Regions from separate parts of the Mus musculus genome. Here all the other regions are linked to region 2. The links are chromatin contacts, called in public HiChIP or PLAC-seq, Micro-C and promoter capture Hi-C maps. All regions are on one chromosome and are shown on one strand. The core of a region is the stretch at or near the end of the contact, and the rest is flanking DNA. Distances in the headings are between cores, read along the strand shown. Region 1 has its middle 16 kb from the start of Gm39693. Region 2 holds the start of Creg1 (cellular repressor of E1A-stimulated genes 1). Region 3 holds the start of Gpa33 (glycoprotein A33 (transmembrane)). Region 4 holds the start of Adcy10 (adenylate cyclase 10). Region 5 holds the start of Ildr2 (immunoglobulin-like domain containing receptor 2). Region 6 overlaps Gm33224 (a long non-coding RNA gene).

Region 1 (2,811 bases), core at 179-2,678, 300 kb before region 2:
TACCTTTAATACTCAAACCATATATATTTATATTTTTCCTCTCCAAGCTTGTTGCACTTGTTCAAAATGCTCTTCATGAGACTTTACCAGAGAACAAAGTCTCCGCTGGGTGTTTTTGAGATTTCTTTTGTCAATGTAATTAATATAAACCTCTTTATGTTAGTCTCAGCTAGACTCTTCATACAAGTGCAAAAAGCAGCCACATTCTTCACCAAAATCCCACAAAAGCAATCGCTAGGTCACATATTGAAACTTCTTGGGCCAGGTCTGCACCGTTCAAATCACTCTCATCAACAAAGTCTTTCATATTCCTACTAGGATGGTCCATTAAGCCCCAGTTAAAGCATTACTGCTTTCCAAATCCAAAGTCCTAAAATCCACATTCTTCCAAACAAATGCATGGTCAGGCCTATCACAGTAATACCCTTGTCCTTGGTACCAACTTCTGTCTCCATTAGGGTTTTACTGCTGTGAATAGACACTATGACCAAGGCAAGTCTTATAAAGGACAACATTTAATTGGGGTTGGCTTACAGGTTCAAAGGTTCAGTCCATTATCATCAAGGTGGGAGCATGGCAGCATCCAGGCAGGCATGGTGCAGGAGGAGCTGAGAGTTCTACATCTTCATCTGAAGGCTGCTAGTGAAAGACTGACTTCCAGGCAGCTCCCTGGGCCAAGCATATATAAACCATCACTCTCTCTCTCCTCAAGAGTTTTCTAATTTTTTAAAATTATTGTTTGGGAAGTCTTAATATATTTAGTTCAGTACGTAAGATGCTTGCCTGCCATGCAGAAGGCTTTAGTTTCAGCCCCCAGTACCTGCATAAACCAGGTTTGGTGGCACAGGCCTGTCATCTCAGAACTGAACCAGTAGAGGTAGGGGAATGCAAGGTCCTCCGCAGATACATTATGAATTGGAGGCCAGCCTGACGATACATCAGATCTCACCACAAAAGAATAAAACAAAGCATCCTTGTAGGCCATCACTATAACAAGGAGCATCCTGACGTGTAAAAGTCCCCCTGTGTCTTCCTTCTCAGAGCCTGTTTTTCCCTGGTTACCACGCCCACTTCATACTTTTGTCCAGTCAGTTATTCACAAATGTCTTCGTCTTTAATTTGGCTTCAAAGAGGTCGAGAAGACAAGAAGGAAGGAGTTGGAGCTCTTGGCTTTTCTGAATCTTTTGAAAATCTCCCCTGGCAGGAGTGAAGACTCACGGCGCGTTGTGGTGGGTGCAGCAACCATGGCTAGAACTCTCTGGGCTTCTGTGATCAGAATCGGCAGTCAGTGATTATGAGCCGAGATCCAAGAGATGGGAAGGCAAGAGCCTTTTTTCCTTCTGAGCCTCAGACCAGGTAGACACCATTTGCTGCAGGGGCACATTCAAAGCTGCCTGCCGCCGGGCTGGGAGGTGGGGGATGGTAGCAGCTTCTGAGCTAAGAGCTGAAATTGAGCAAAATTGACTGCAATTTAATGTTCAAGCCTCCCCTTCAACGCACTCCAGACTTTCCAAATAGTTTCATAGGACAGACTCTTCCAGAGTAATTGTTGTCTGGGTGAGGACACAGACTCCCGACTTGCCAGCTTCCCAGAATTCTCTCTCTACTTCCGGTCATTATGTGTTTTGTTGAAAACTATTCCCACTCAGCTCATTTATTCATTTCCTTACTCTGCCTTCACACGACAAAGGCAGATGTGAGGGATTTTGACCCAGGCTGAATGCACAGCCAAGCCAAAATGGTTACTAGTTGGCTTTTTACGATCTCCTTCTCCTTTTTCTTTGTTTTTATTTTATGCGTTAGTCCTGGCCTGTGTATATAAATATGTACCGAGTACATGCCTGGGACCTGTGAAATTTAGAAGATGTCAGGTTCTGAAGCTCTGAGCTGTTAGAAGCCCCTGTGTGAGTGCTGGGAACCAAACCCCGGTCCTCTGCAGGACTAGTGAATGAATGCTCCTAACCGCTGAGCCACCGGTCCAGTCCCTACTTAGAAAATAACTTTGCCAATAACCACAGAGAAATGGGGCATAAATATTATGACAGTTAATAAGTAGAACATCTATTTTTCAAAGAAATATAAATTAAAGCTATAAAATACAGTGCGCATTTGCATATGTGTGTGCCTGCCAATACTACAATTCCAAAGGACAAAATGTAAAATGTGTATTCATTTTAAAGATAAATTGCTGGATGAAGTTATCCATGACTGCAGTGGGTTGATTTAGCTCTACGTCTGTGTCCCTATATTCTTCTTTGGCAAGTTACTGTAGAATTATGGCATATGAAAAGAATAATTTATAGAATAAACTTTTTTGTGTTTACTCTGTGGGTATATTATGTTCCCAATTCATTACTAGTCACCTAAGAAGCTGTCCCAAAAAGCTTCGACCAAAACATTCTAAGGTTAACTCAGAAGTAGACAATCGCAATAACCAAAGAATATTTACTCTGGGAGTAGGTTAAGACCATGTGTCAAGGCAAAGTCCCTGATACTGAAGGGGCATGTAGAAGTTCTCCTTACTCAACCAGGAGAGATAGGGTCCTTATCTTGGGTGCAGAGTCAAACTGTGGGGACATATATGATACCCATCTTGACTGAATAAACAAAGGTTGGAGCAACCTCTCATTTTTCTCTCAGAGGAACACAAGGAGTGTGCTCCTTCTTCTCCATAGCCCCTGGCCTCTGAATTAAAATATGTAACAATAATTCATTCATTCATTCATTCGGAATGCATTTTATTTTAAATCACAAGGTAAGGTTGGTGAGATGGCTCAGGGAATAAAGACACCTGCTACCAAACCCGTCAAT
Region 2 (2,700 bases), core at 175-2,674:
GTGCAAGCCGTTGAGCCAGTGTAGGATCACATGTGCGTGCAAGCTGTCAAGATGGGTACTGAGGACCAAATACAGGTCCTCGCGCCTACATGGCAAGTATTTTACCAACTGGGCTATTTCCCTAGCCCCTAGGATTGCAGTTTTAAAAGGCAGTAGCTAATTTAAATTTGTTTAGAACAATACAGAACTCTGTGGAGGCTGAAGAAAACGGGTCTCTTCTATTCTAGCACATGGGTCCCAGTCCTGTGGCCTGTGCTTTGAAGACAAGTGGGTCTGAGGTGAACTAGGGTTGGCCCCCTGGCTTTGCGCAAATTACTTAACCTCATGTCTTCATCTGTAAACCCGGAATAGCCATGCCTGTTTCTAAGAGTTACTACAAGAGACAATGAATGAAAACAGGTGGAACCGAAAAGCCCTAGGCACATACCATGGCAAGGGCTTGGTTAAAGCGTCGGCGTCTCTTGGCTCACTGTTTACCACGACACCAAGCTTTCTCAGTTTTGCCACAGACCCTCCACCGAGTCAGGCTTCATTTCTGGGCTCCTGTGTGGCCTTTCCCTCCCAGGCTGTTTCCACCTGAGCTGTAAGCAGAGCCAGGTCCGCAGTCAACTATAATGCTGTGTAGTAGTTTCCCACTGCTGATAGGTAAAGGTAGGGAAGAGAATCTCCGAAGTCACATAAGCCAAACGCTAAACTATCCAACAATCTGTATGCCTTTAGATCACAAGAGTGCAGTTTATGCAGAGACAGCGCCTAAAGAGGACGCCTGACTATCTGAAGGGTGTGAAGTGCTCCAGGTACTGGCAAAGAATTTACCCCAAGCGCTTAGACCAGTAACAGGGTAAGTAGGAACTTCCTGGTAGTTCCCCAACATCTGGGATGCTACAACCTCCGCCTAGCCAGCGCAGGCCAGAAGAGACAGTCATGTGAGCTGGGTTCAAAAGTCTTATCTCTAAGACCCACGCTCTCCCCAGCGAGCTAAACTGGAGACGCTGGTTTCCTGCTCTGCCGGGTCTGGGAAACCGCGCCGCGCTCCCGCTCACCTGCAGGTCGCTCACGGCTTGCTGCAGTGGACTCAGGTACATGTAGGGCTCGCCCGTGCCTTCTCCCGGAGGACCGTCACTGATTGAGATGATGTCCGCGAAGGGCCAGCCGCGCACCTCCTTTATTGTGGAGATAGTGGCCAGCGAGCCCCAGTCTGAGACGTGAGTCACGAAGCGGGCCACGCGCGGCCCGTCTTCGCGGGGTGGCAGCGGAGGCAATCGCCTGTCCACGTCCCAGTCCCCGTGGTCCCGGCCTCCGCGACCCGAGGCCGGCGACACCAGTAGTGCCACCAGCGCGGGCGCCAGAAGGGCAGCAAGCAGGGAACGCGCGAGCTCAGGAGCACGGGCAGCCATGACGCTGACTGCGGAGTCCCTGCCCACCGACCAAACTCTGCCGGGGTAACTATTGCCTGCCCGTTGTTCCGCCCCTCCGAGAAAGCCAATCAGAGATGAGCAGGCAAGAGGGGGCGTGGCTCCAGTGCAACCCAGTTTCCAGAAGCATATGGTCTGTTCACCGTGTCCTGTGATCTGCTCTGTGAAGAGTGCGAATTTGCCCTAAAGAGATATTTGTTTTGCTTGTTTGATTTACAGACAGATAAATGAGGTCTAGAAGAAATTAAGCAACTTCCTAAGTCACAGTGCTAGAAAAAAGCTGCCTGCATGCACGCACACACCTCCTTTTTAATGTCTTTGAGTATGCTTGCCTGGCATCTAAGAGAACGTGAGTTTTCTGTGTGCTCTTTTCTGTTTACTGACTGTTAGCAAGCAAGCCTATATGTAGTACAGTACAGAAATACCGACATGCAGGAACTTAAAAATTCCTGGCCCAGAAGAGTCTTCAGATAAAGCCACTTTGTTAGTTTTCGGTATCCCACTCAAGACTTTGACCTTGTCCATTTGAGACCTGTCAAGTCATCTAGCTCGGTTAAATTCGTGGTTTCATGCATTTATTCTGGCAGATCCTCCAAGCCCGTGGAGGATTTTCATTCTGCTACCCTAGGGAGTTAGAAAATGTATGCAAACGTGTTTGCGTCGTTTTAAAACTGTGGCCACTGTTAGAATCTTTTAAGCCCCACCCATCCTATAGTCTGAATCAGGCCACACCTCTCTGCAGCTCTCTCTCTTCCTAACAGAGTTATGAAGCAGTCCGTGCTTAGCCGCTACTCTTTTTTCTTTCTTAAAAAAATATTAGGTATTTTCTTCATTTACATTTCAAATGCTATCCCGAAAGTCCCCTGTACCCCCCCCTCCCCTACCCACCCACTCCTACTTCTTGGCCCTGGTGTTCCCCTGTACTGGGGCATATAAAGTTTGCAAGACCAAGGGGCCTTTCTTCCCAATGATGGCCGACTAGGCTATCTTCTGCTACATATGCAGCTAGAGACACGATCTCTGGGGGTACTGGTTAGTTCATGTTGTTGTTCCACCTATAGGGTTGCAGACCCCTTCAGCTCCTTGGCAGCTCCTCTTAGTCTGTGGCACCCAGCTCCCTGTCATGTAGGCCAGGATGAACTAAATCATGGGATGTGAAACTTCCTGACACCTCTAAAATGATATAAAAATCAGGCTTAGCCTCTATTCTAGGGACTGGTGTGAGACTCCTAAAGGAGATTTCTGGAAAGATATTCTGAGGTCTGCCTCTAGCTAGCCCCCCACC
Region 3 (2,700 bases), core at 62-2,561, 370 kb before region 2:
ACAAAGACACTGAACTAGGGTCTCTGAACTAAACTCCTCTCAGCGTTCCTGACCCCCGGTATGCAGACACCCTCAGGCACCCTGCCCTTCTCCACACAACTGCTTTGCTATTTAACACTTAGTTTCTATTCCGCCGCAAACCCATCTGATGCTGCTTTGAGAGGTGGGAGGAGGGGTTCTCTGCCAGGCAGGGAACACAGGGAGCACCGGCCTGTGGAAGCCTGCTTTCCAGCTTGTGGCTCTATGCAGGATATCGAGGAAATTTTTTCCTCTTTAAGTTTCCTGTGGGTGACATAGGTGCTAACATGTTTATGGTCGTGTCTTTTTCTAATTTTAAAAAGACTGGAAAACCAAAACCAAAACCTAGATCAATGGTTCTCAACCTGTGGGTCGCCACCCCTTGGGAGATGGAATGGTTTACCCCCCCCCCCCCACAGGGTCCTTTAAGATCGTCAGAAAACACAGATATTTACATTACGAGTCATAACAGTAGCAAATTTGCAGTTATGAAACAACAATGACAATTTTAAGGTTAGGGGGTCACCACAACATGCAGAACTATATTAAAGGCTCAGCACATTAGAAAGGTTGAGAACCACTGCCCTAGGCAGTAAATCTATCTAGATCCACACCCTGGCGTTTTTGAGAGCAATCCTTAATTTCAAATACTGTGTCTAACCCTTTGAGTTTCTCATTTCAACAATGGACTGGGGGTTGTTTGGGAGCTAACGGAGACAAGGACTGTGTTGATTTAGGACCAGGCCTACAAACTGCCCCCACCAAACAGTAGAATGTATAGCTCTGCTCAGTGGGACAGAGCACTGCTGGGACCAGGGGAAGTGAGGGACACTAGGACTGCCTCTGCTTCAGCAGTCGGTCACACACCCCACCCATTCCCCAGAGCTGGCAGCAGAGGGGCGTACTCACTTGCACAGAACATCCACACCACAGATCCTGCCTTCCCCAACATGGTCTGGCTCCTTTCCCGACACAAGCCCAGTCTGGAACTGGCAGGGCACTGGACAGGTCTGGGCTGTCTGGTTAAAGCTATGGCCTCTGGCCTGGTTCAGCCTGTAGTCCCTGTGACTCTCCTCCAGCTCACCTGGGCCAGACTGGGCCCACATGCCCCACCCAGTCAACGGACTGGCAGGTGAGCTCACCTATGGGGTGAGGCCCCTGCTCCACCTACTCTATGAAAGGCCCCAACAAGAGTCTTCTTCCTTCCTGGAGCCAGCCATCTTCCTGCCTTCTCCCTCTTCAGCAGGAGTGCAAAGTCCTGTGCTTCTCAGAAGGTGTGGACCTCTCATAACTGATGGGATGTTGTTGCTGTGTAATAAAAAGGGAGCGAGCTCAGAAGTGAAAGCTAGTAAAAGCAGGGTGTTGCCCACACTTGCTGAGGCACATTAAGACCCGGCATTGTCTTTTTCTTTGCCCTTCCTCTCTTCTCTGACTCCCACACTGGGACAGAAATGTGGTCTCGGAGGACACAGGAAGTTCCTGTGTTCAGAATTGGTACCCGGCTTGGGAAAGTAGCAGATACACAAGAAACCAAGATGACAATGTATCTTAGTTCTTCCTCTCAGTTTCTAACACCATAGTCTTGTAACCTGGGAGCCCTGAAACCTCACAGTCCCAAAACAACTGAGATGTTTGTTACCTTCGAATAAATGTAAGAGGTGAACCGAAACACCTTTCATCCCAGCACTCAGGAGGCAGAGGCAGGCAGATCTCTGTGAGTTTGAGGTCAGCCTGGTCTGCAGAGTCAGTTTCAGTACAGCCAAGAATATCTATAGGAAATAGCTCTCCGGGAGAGCTATCTGATCAGGCTCTGCCATAGATACTCTACATTATAGAATATGTACAAATGATATTATGTCATTTAAATATTTTTATTTAATAAAATACCTTAGAGTTTTTTTGCATTCATACATACAGCACTACTATGTTCTGCTTAATAGGTAATGAATAATATCACACCACGTGTTACCTTTTCCAAGTTTGTTCATATTTCTACATAGTTATTGGTCTTGGGCTTCCTGGTTTCTAGAGTGTCTTTGTGTTCTTGGGAAACTCACTTTTGATAAAGTGATTACTATAAATGCTTTCCCAGGTGTTGCCTTGTATTACAAATTCCCTGTGTACAGTGATCTTTTCTAACTACCAGGTTTAGTTGGCTTACAAACTTATTGCTTTTCACCTGTTACACTTTGCTTAGTCACAGTTTAGCCTTCTCCTACTGTATATGATGATTTTCCAGTTTCTGGACACTGTCGTCAGGTTATCTTACTCAGGACAGACCCCCTGATGCTGGGTCTCTACTCTGGCTCTCTTGCTGACTCTGCAGCCCTTAAGAAATGAACGGACGTCCATCTGCTCCTTAAATTGTCCTGTAAGGTGTGCTAGGATTCACTCTTCAACGTCCCTTCCCTTTTAAGAGTTATCTTCCAGGGTGTGTAACCTCTGTTCTGTCTCTACTTAGACATCTAGCCGGCTGCGGCTCGTTCTTTCCTGCTGCAGGACTGTGCACTGTGCTCTCTCGGCAGCCCCTCCCCACTATTATACCCATTATATTTTATCCAGCTTATCCTTTAAAGGCCTGCTCCTACATCATGTCTCCCACGAAGCCTTCCCTGGCTTCGCAGCTCAGAACTTGCTCCTTCTTGAGATTCAGTGCAGCGCTCTGAGTCTCTTCTAGGGCAG
Region 4 (2,761 bases), core at 79-2,578, 280 kb after region 2:
AAGGCAAGGATATCTAAAGTAAATAGCTGGGAGTTTTTCTTATGAGTCTTCTTAAGAGTAAAATAGACAAATTCCATTTTAGAAGAATTTTCTGTAAGTTCTGCAACATAATAAATGGTAGTGGCAGAGATACTCTCCACAGATACACCCACGGCTTAGTTACAATTTAAGCACTTCACAGGTTGTTTTGGGACTCACTGTGTAGACTTTGAACTCACAGAGGTCTACCTGACCCTTCCTCTCAGATGGTGGGATGCCACCATGCCCGGCTCCCTCAGGCACCTTAGATGAAGCATTTCATGTAAGACTGACACATTGGGGATGTCCAAATCTACAGAAAAGGTGTGTTTAATCCTCTCATCTGGAGGGCATGTGGATGGCACCTTGCCAATTCTCTCACAGTCAAGCAGAATGTGTGAGCCTGTGGGAATATAACTAGGAATGAGGATTCCCCACCCCCACCCCAAACAAAAGAACAAGTGAGGATGTGAAGGTACAGCAAGCATCCTTCCTGGCTGAATCCAAGCACACCTTCTGATGTCATGGGAAAACTGAGCAGTAACAGGATGCGAAGATTATGGATATGTTAGGACCGATCACAACCATGTCCATCATCATCTCTTGTAGAGTTTCCTACTAGTTTTTGACTTATGCTCAGTTTTTCATCAATAATGTAGTCTTCTTTAAGAAGAGGACAATGGGGGTTGGGGCTGGGGGGTTGAAAAGGAACGGTATCACCAAAGCTTGCTTGATCACTCTGTCAACTCCTCTTCTGCATTCTTCATGGTTTTTAGTGTCTATACACTTTTGTGACTTATTTTCTGTCAGTCTCTTCTTGGCCTGTTTACACTGTCTCCCTCTGAACTGTAAACCCCCTCTTTAGAGATCACATTATTAGTCTTTCTTTCTTCCACAGCACCTTTCTAGCACCTTCATATGATAGGCACTTACTATTTGACTGATGAAAGCAAACAGGACAAGCTAGAAATATATGATATCCAAGACAAACAGGACAGGGTCACATTTAAGCTTCTAATCTAACCTAAAAGGCTGGCAGAAATAAACCCTGAACTTGCCAACCACTCTCCTCTCAAGTCTATTAGCTGTGACACTAGATGGTCGTTTTCCTTCTAGCTCTGCTATTTCTTCTACTGAAACTCCTACTTCCCACGTACCTCTGTTCTCCAAGACTGTGGAGAAGCTCGAGCCTAGATTAGGGACTAGATCTTTCAGGAATGCAGAGAACAGGAAAGGGGTCTGGTGTTATTATTCTGAAGACAGCAGAAGTGCCATGTCTGTCCATACCTGACCCATCAAATGACAGTTTTGTCAAAAAGCCGTTTTCCAGGCCACACCCTCATCAGAAGTTCATTGTTTCACGCGCACTGGCTGTGCTTCTGATTGGCTGGCATCACCGTACCCCTCCCCCAACACTGAGTGGTCTACTGCTCTTGGAAGACTGGCTTGGCTCAATCTCAGGTTCTCATGTCTGGACATGTGAGACAGTTGGAGAGAGTGAAATAACCCCATCGTTTACACATCTCTTTCCTTGACCATGTGGAGGGTGACTGAAATTAGGTCACAGTTGATAGGTGACTATTATCAAAAGAAAAGTCTCTTAAGCAAGCACCCAAGTTTAGTCAATACAGTAGTTTCGCCATGTCTTTGGTTTTGTTACGCAAGCTAAGTTACCACTGATCAACTTTGGTCTGAAAACATGAATGGAAAATTACAGCAATACTCTTTCTTTTTGGAATTACAGTGTTCAGCAGCATAATGAAGTCTCTCACTGTCCTCTCTGGGACACGAATCATCCTCCTGTCCAGTGTAGTCACTCTGTATAAATGACTTGTATGGCAGACTTGTCAGCATTTTGCTACAATTGTCTTATCTTATTACTGTTGTTATTAATTTCTTACTATACTTCATTAAAAAACTGGCATAGATGTCTACAGACAACCAGCAGCACCTCAGCGTTTGGTACTATCTTCCAGGTGCTGCCAGGGCTGGTGGATAAACAAAGGAGCACTATTGTAGTGACCACACTATCAGGGCCATGAATTTTACCAGTTTTAATGAATTTACTACTTGTGAGGTAAAATTTTGACAAATTATACATCTGTTTTTGAATATACGTCTGGTTTTAATGTGTCTACTTATAAATTTACGCAAAGGTCAGTTAAAATCTGAGGCCTTATGAGTAAGAATTTAAGTTTTCACAATCCAGTGGGACACTGTCAAAGTATGTTTTAAAGGAGCTGTCCTGGCTAGTTTTATGCCAACTTGACACAAGGTAGAGTCATCAGAGGTGGGAGCCTCAGCTGAGAGAAGGCCTCTATTTGGCTGGGGTGTAGGTGAGCTTGTGAGGCCTTTTCTTAGAGATTGATGTGGGTGGACTCAGCTGCTGTGGTGGGCCCACCCTTCGACAGGTGGTCCTGAGTGCTATAGGAAAGAAGGTTGAGCAGGAGAGAATGCAGCCCCATGGCCCTGCATCAGCTCCTGCCTCCAGGCTCCTGCCCTGTTTGAGTCCCAACTTCAATGATAGACTATGATGTGGAATATCGAAGTGCGAGGTCAAACCCTTTCTTCCCCAACTCTGCTTTTGGTGTTTCATGGCAGCAACAGAAACCCTAAGACAGGGCATATATTTAAAACTTAAACAAAAAACTGAAAATATATGTGAATATTCTTATAGCCAATTCTAGTAATTAAATTTACTGTATTCCAAAATGTAAAAACACACATTTTAAGGGAGGGGGGT
Region 5 (2,722 bases), core at 179-2,678, 490 kb before region 2:
AGAAGAGGGGGTATTTGTCTTTCTTCCTTCTTGCATGTCTTTTCTCTCGTTTCAGATTTGCTTTGGCTATTTTAAGCTGGATCCCATTTTCCTAGTCTCTTGATCTCACCCCACCCTACCGCACCCTCCTGGAGCTGGTGGATGCCCCAGAGGAAACAAACTTTTTTCTTCTTGCAGCCATTTGCTCTCTTCTGCCTGCGACTGACCCGATCCTATCATCATGACCCTTCGACACCTTATTCTGTCTTCTCCACTGTCTCTTTGGTTGCCTCTGGCCCACCCCCAGCCATCCAAAGCCTCCTCCCCCTGCCCCATTTTGCCTTCAGCGGGCTACTCTGAATCTGAGGTGGCCACCCCAGCGCCACTTGTTCCTTAACCCAGAATTGCTGAATTGTACAGTGTTACACACAGGGCTTCTCCTAGCACCAGACGATGGGAAGAAAGTTCACAAAAGGAGAAGAGGTGCGCTACAAGCACCGCCAAAGTTACCTCTGAACCTCCATACAAATTAACGTTGTTGGGGGGGGGGGCGTCGATCTATTACAGGGTTGTCTTTTATCTTCTCCAAATGGCTCCAGTAAGACTGATAGGGCCTTAAATTCCAGGCCAATCAAGCTGTTCTTCATCTTCCTAAACCTTTCCCCCTACAGCCAGAGAGCCCCAGCGAATGTTCCTGGGTCTCCCTCCTCTTCTGTGGAAGTAGCTAGGGAGACACTCCCCTACCCACCTCCCAAACCCTGCCTCCAGAAAACCAGAGCTGTTAATGAATCAACCCCTTTCCCCAGGCTTTGCCCAGGACTCGGAGCCTAACAAACTCAGAGAAAGAAGGAGGAAGAATCATTGTCTGGAGGGGAAATATACCTCCTAAGAACAGCCTCATAGCGCTAGTGAGTCAAACACCTGCATCTCCATCCAGCTCCTTCGCAATCCGGCATTCTCCCTTGCCTCCCCCATCATACACACACACACACACACACACACACACCACAGGCTAAGCAGCTTTAACACTGTCAAAAAGGAGGAAAACGAAGGTGGAGTGGAACACCACCACTGTAGGAATACATTTAAAGTTATCCGTAGCTGTGGCAAACGACTCTTACCTGTTAACCAGAAGACAGCGGTCCACCCCAACACGACCCTATCCATCTTCCCCAACTTCCCATCCAGATCCAGAGTGGGAAAAGCGGGCATCAGCTGGCACGATAAGATCCGGATGACCTCGCAGCAGCAGGCGGCGGCGGCGGCGGAGCGCGGGCCCCGCGCGTCCCTGGCGCCGCAGCCCTCGGGGCTGGCCGCGCAGCCCGGCCCCGGGCGCTGGACGCCGCCGCCTGCGAGAGGCGCGCTGCCGCTGGCTCTAGAGTCCGATTGGGCTGCGGGGGCCGTTCCCGCACGCACAGGCTGCGCGGCACCGGCGAGCGCCTCCCCGCAGCAGAGCTCGCCGCGCGGGGGAGCTCGATCGCCGCGCCGCCGCCCGCGCCAACACCGCCCGCCAAAGTTTCTCGGTCACGTGCCGTCTCCCGGGGCTGGGAGGTCAGAGCCTAGCAGCGAAGTCCACCCCAGAGGGCGGACCATGTGGCGGGGGCTGCGACTCAAGCTCTACTTGAGCCACCAAGCAGGCTGGGACTCGATGTTTCCTTGCACCTGTACTGGGTGTCAGGGACAGAAAGGCTACAAGGACTTGGCATAACTTCTCCTGGGGCTTAGACCTGTGTGGTGTTTGTTTGTTTGTTTGTTTGTTTGTTTTTGTTGTGCCCTGGCTGGTGCATCTGGTTCAACGAACCAAGAGGCCCCAACCAAATTAGGATCCATAGGGGAGAAACCCTTTAGGCAAAAATCTTTTTTCTGTTAAAACGTATGTGGCCTTTTTAACAGAAAATGAGCAGAGAGAGAGAGAGAGGGAGAGAGAGAATGGGAGGGGGAGGGGGAGGGGGAGGGGGAGGGGGAGGGGGAGGGAGAGGGAGACTACACCTATACATTCTCCATTTGCAGCGTACATTTCCATGGGCTATGCCCACTTTTAAAATGGAGTTGTCTCCTGTCTATTGGAAAGGACTCACAATACGTTGAGAAAGCACTGAGAAACGAATGTTTGGGTTAGCAAATATATACTAAGGCTCTCCTAGGCTCTAAGCATTAAGGCTACAGGATGAGAATGGTGTCCCTTGAGGAGCCATATCCTGGGTCCAGGAGAGGAAGAAAGGCCAGACCTTTAGAGGCATAATGCATAGTCATTGTAAAAAATATGCCGGTTGATGTCATTGTAGAAGAGATAGGGAAGGGGCAGGTGGACTCAGGAAAGAACAAGTTAGTCCCAGGGGTGGGGCTGATGACCACAATAAAGGAGACATCTGTGTTAACACTTGAAAGATGGGACAAGATTTGGGCTTGTTGAGGGTTGGTGGCAGTAAGGAAGCAGACACCCATATTCTGTCTAGAGGAAGGGAGAAAGAACTCCGAAGGACCGAAAAATGCCCGTGAACTCGGAAACAGAAATCCTTCACCCTAAGAATGTATGCATGTGAAAGCAGGGGTGATGTATATATGGGGACATGCAGAATCAGGAGGAAGCTCAATGGTGGCCTTTTGCCACCACTTGCCTTCTTTTTGCATATCTGGACAGTTCCAAATACAGAAGCCAGAAAGTCTAGTCACCTCCTAACCACCAAAGCTGGAGGAGAGGCCCCTGGCCCCAGTATGGCCAGGGTGACCTCTTAACAGGTAG
Region 6 (2,700 bases), core at 162-2,661, 280 kb before region 2:
CTTTCCCTGCTATATCCAAGCATCTCACACAATGCCTGGCTTATAGAAAGGTTTGAGTGGATGAATTAATGAACAAATGGGTTCTACACTGGCACAGGCAGGAATGGGGATAAGAGAAACGTGTGCCCCAGCCCTTAGGTATCAGACCATTGGAATGCAGAGTCTTGACATGTCTCCGAGAGCCCCAGGCTGGGAGAAGGGAAAGGATGAAGTCCTGCGGCAGCAGGAGAGACTTGTCTTCTAGGAAGAGATCTCAGTCCGGCATCTTCCTGGACCACCTTGCAAGGGAGACTGGAGGAGCTGAGACAAGAGTGGGGGACCACAGCTTGACCAGGTGACCAGGTTACTCATGCCCTATCTCCTCTCCTATGCTTCTGTCAGGATCTCAGAGGGAGGTCTTGGACTTGGAGGTTCCTGGACTCCCTTGTTTTTCTTCCTGATGTGGTTACCTTAAATTAAATCTTCTTTTTCTGTTTTCATATTACAGAGCACTGGCTAAGACCAGCTTGCTGTTTTTCAGGCTTGGCTACAAGCACCCACACCCCTAACCACTGAGTCGTCCTACCAGTCCAGAAAATACATTCTTAAGATCTATCAACACAGAAAGAGTAACAAATGACAAAGGGGTGGTTGTCCTTTTTTTTTTCTTTAAAAAAAACAACAACAAAAAAAAAAACTTTATCCAAATAGCAAAGGAACACATAACAAGAAAGTTCTGGTTTCTATCTATAAGCGCCCAGCAAAACAGTAGCAGAAGGAGATCATGGACTGGATTGGGCTGTGGGTTTCCTTGCAAAAGGAGAAAAATTCCTCACAGGCGGATGGTAACTTCTTCAAACATCTCAATATTTACTTGGGTGTAGGAGCCACATAAGATGACGAAGTGAGTGGCCATAGAAAAATGCCTCGTGTCCTGTCCACTGTCAAAACTACTCTGGAGAAAGGACAAACTTGTAGGGAAATTGGCAAGTGTTCTTGTTAGTTTTAATCACCAGTGCTGTGTGCATTTTGGCTGTCAGAGTCTCATATCCAGCCACAGCTTTCCTAAATCCCACGGCACATTCCATCCTGCCTAGCCCAGGGCCTGGGCCCCATTCTCAGCAGGAGCTCCCTCCCACCAGACTCCTCTTGCTCCTTCGGTTAGAGCCTCAGCAGCGGGGCAGCGTGCTGTCTGTCTTTAATTGGCTGCAAGGAAGAAGGAGGTGGGGGGCTGGGGAAAAGAAAGGTTATGTAGTGTCCAAGTCTGTGCAGCTTGGGGTCCGCTAGGATGGCTGCTCTCCGGAAAGCTTCCAGAAAGTGCAGATTGGGGACTTAGAAGTGGGGCTTTTATAAACTGCACTTCTCCAACCCCCTGAAAGAAGGAGAGAGGGGGAGCTCACAGGCTGCGCTCTCTGAGAAGGCTGGATTTGGGGATGACTAATACAATTACCCCTTTGGAATTTAGCTTAAGAGATGAAAGAACTAGGCCAGAGGTAACAGTTAAAACTCCCACCCATCCTGCCCTTCCCTCTCCTGCTCAAGAGTTAGAAAAGGAACTGGGGATGGGGGGAGGAGGGGAGAGAGGGAAGGGGAAATGGAAATGGAAAGGGCACCTGCACTGCCAGTGGGTCGTCCTCTGATGTGATGTGGCCAGAGAGCATGATGGGGTGTGAGTTTCGATCCCCTGGATGTATACCTACGAGATGGATCGACTGACGCTGGATTGCAAGCATTTGGTTCCAGAGGAAAGCAAAGTCAGTGAATGGCAAGAAGAGAGGTCACTGCCCCTGGCTTGCTCAGGCCTAACAAGACTACTGAGAGAAGCCACCAAAATCTGCCCAAGCAGATGGCCCGTCCCTGGTGTGTCACGGTTTAGACTGTGCTGTGTTTCCTAGATTGTTAGACTCTGCTGTATTTCCGAGGCTGCATCCTCCCAAGGCCATTGGCCATGCACCTCATTAGAAGGCCAAGAGCAATGAATTTCATTCAAGCCTGTCCATCAGCCCATTCTGTGCCCCCTTTAACCTTCCTCAGCTGCATCCAAGAGTCCCTTCCAGGAAAATGACAGCTGGCTAGGGTCATGGAGGAGGCTGACCTGAACAACCCCCCACGCCCCCCAAATGGGACTTTTTCAGATCTTAGAGAGAAACCACCACAACCAAGAGAAGCCAAGGAGATGTAGCAACTAAACACAGCATGCTGGAACAGGGAGGGACCTGGGGCAGCAAAGGCTACGCTGGGAAAACAGGAAACCCAAAGAGATCGTGGGGAGAGTGTGGACTTTTATTAATAAAAATGTATTAGAACTGGGTCATTCATTGTGGCAAATGTAAAATGTCAACTAGAGGGGAAATTGGGCCGGCGTAGGGAAACTCAACAGTGCTTTCAGTTATTTCCTATCAATCTAAAAGATCCTGAAAGAAACCGTTTTAAAAAATGTGAAGTATTAATAGTGTAGATTAAAAAATGAAGACTTTTTTTCTGGGGAGGGCCACATTAAGGATGCTGTCACTGAAAAATGATATAGGTGCCAGCTAGATAGCTCAGTGGGTAGAAGTGTTTGCCACCAAGGCAGACGACCTTCGTCTGATCTCTGGGGCTCACACAAGCTTGCTCATGGTCTGAGTATGTAATCTCCCCACCCCCACCCCACCCCCTTACATATACACGAAGTAAATGTAATGTTTTGAGATTAAATTATATTTTATTTGTAAGAAGCAA

The links. Promoter capture Hi-C pulls out the DNA fragments that hold promoters and counts their contacts. Hi-C and Micro-C count contacts between places; a contact is called where the count stands out from the background. HiChIP or PLAC-seq counts read pairs in DNA pulled down with a chosen protein or histone mark.
Region 1: a Micro-C map of the G1E-ER4 cell line shows a contact between it and region 2, with 4 times the contacts expected there. The contact joins the enhancer-like site here to the promoter of Creg1 in region 2. A contact is called at or near these places in 4 of 39 promoter capture datasets (the 3T3-L1 cell line, cranial neural crest, neural stem cells and 1 more), 1 of 15 datasets of contacts at CTCF or cohesin (large pre-B cells), 12 of 484 Hi-C or Micro-C datasets (the AML12 cell line, the C2C12 cell line, CD4 T cells and 6 more), 3 of 115 datasets of contacts at active chromatin or transcription factors (the SCID.adh cell line, embryonic basal ganglia and embryonic stem cells) and 2 of 9 other capture datasets (embryonic stem cells and liver).
Region 3: a promoter capture Hi-C map of neural stem cells shows a contact between it and region 2. The contact joins the promoter of Gpa33 here to the promoter of Creg1 in region 2. A contact is called at or near these places in 17 of 39 promoter capture datasets (the 3T3-L1 cell line, the C10 cell line, HPC-7-derived erythroid cells and 13 more), 2 of 15 datasets of contacts at CTCF or cohesin (the NIH/3T3 cell line and embryonic stem cells), 21 of 484 Hi-C or Micro-C datasets (the CH12 cell line, the G1E-ER4 cell line, Th1 cells and 11 more), 28 of 115 datasets of contacts at active chromatin or transcription factors (the HPC-7 cell line, bone marrow-derived dendritic cells, bone marrow-derived macrophages and 16 more) and 3 of 9 other capture datasets (adipose tissue, liver and macrophages).
Region 4: a contact with region 2 is called in a promoter capture Hi-C map of liver, with 2.4 times the contacts expected there. The contact joins the promoter of Adcy10 here to the promoter of Creg1 in region 2. A contact is called at or near these places in 3 of 39 promoter capture datasets (liver and pre-B cells) and 2 of 484 Hi-C or Micro-C datasets (liver and myeloid progenitors).
Region 5: an H3K4me3 HiChIP or PLAC-seq map of embryonic hindbrain shows a contact between it and region 2, with 5 times the contacts expected there. The contact joins the promoter of Ildr2 here to the promoter of Creg1 in region 2. A contact is called at or near these places in 9 of 39 promoter capture datasets (the 3T3-L1 cell line, cranial neural crest, embryonic stem cells and 6 more), 3 of 484 Hi-C or Micro-C datasets (the HL-1 cell line, embryonic stem cells and liver) and 7 of 115 datasets of contacts at active chromatin or transcription factors (SST interneurons, astrocytes, embryonic basal ganglia and 4 more).
Region 6: a contact with region 2 is called in an H3K4me3 HiChIP or PLAC-seq map of the SCID.adh cell line, with 21 read pairs. The contact joins the enhancer-like site here to the promoter of Creg1 in region 2. A contact is called at or near these places in 4 of 39 promoter capture datasets (the 3T3-L1 cell line, HPC-7-derived erythroid cells, cranial neural crest and 1 more), 1 of 15 datasets of contacts at CTCF or cohesin (large pre-B cells), 17 of 484 Hi-C or Micro-C datasets (the AML12 cell line, the C2C12 cell line, CD4 T cells and 11 more), 20 of 115 datasets of contacts at active chromatin or transcription factors (the NIH/3T3 cell line, the SCID.adh cell line, T-cell acute lymphoblastic leukemia and 16 more) and 4 of 9 other capture datasets (adipose tissue, embryonic tail, embryonic trunk and 1 more).

What each region holds. Positions count from the first base shown.
Region 1 is chr1:166,063,803-166,066,613 of GRCm38.p6, reverse strand. No RefSeq gene overlaps it. Among named protein-coding and RNA genes, the nearest start is that of Gm39693, 16 kb to the right of the region's middle. Within about 2 kb of position 1,428, at least 10 of the 459 cell types and tissues checked have an H3K27ac peak or open chromatin away from gene starts, as enhancers often do. A contact at or near this core is called in the G1E-ER4 cell line and second pharyngeal arch cranial neural crest, where this site is marked.
Region 2 is chr1:165,762,482-165,765,181 of GRCm38.p6, reverse strand. Creg1 (cellular repressor of E1A-stimulated genes 1) reads right to left here and starts at 1,424. Exons shown (of 4, transcript NM_011804.3): 1 at 1,044-1,424. The coding sequence starts at 1,397.
Region 3 is chr1:166,128,832-166,131,531 of GRCm38.p6, reverse strand. It overlaps Gpa33 (glycoprotein A33 (transmembrane)), which reads right to left and starts at 1,311. Exons shown (of 7, transcript NM_021610.2): 1 at 928-1,311. The coding sequence starts at 970.
Region 4 is chr1:165,483,750-165,486,510 of GRCm38.p6, reverse strand. Adcy10 (adenylate cyclase 10) reads right to left here and starts at 1,328. Exons shown (of 34, transcript NM_173029.3): 1 at 1,176-1,328.
Region 5 is chr1:166,252,845-166,255,566 of GRCm38.p6, reverse strand. It overlaps Ildr2 (immunoglobulin-like domain containing receptor 2), which reads right to left and starts at 1,428. Exons shown (of 10, transcript NM_001164528.1): 1 at 1,101-1,428. The coding sequence starts at 1,191.
Region 6 is chr1:166,044,217-166,046,916 of GRCm38.p6, reverse strand. Gm33224 (a long non-coding RNA gene) reads left to right here. Exons shown (of 3, transcript XR_865710.2): 2 at 1-50; 3 at 132-1,465. Among named protein-coding and RNA genes, the nearest start is that of Gm33224, 3.5 kb to the left of the region's middle. Within about 2 kb of position 1,411, at least 90 of the 459 cell types and tissues checked have an H3K27ac peak or open chromatin away from gene starts, as enhancers often do. A contact at or near this core is called in the AML12 cell line, the C2C12 cell line, the G1E-ER4 cell line and 9 more, where this site is marked.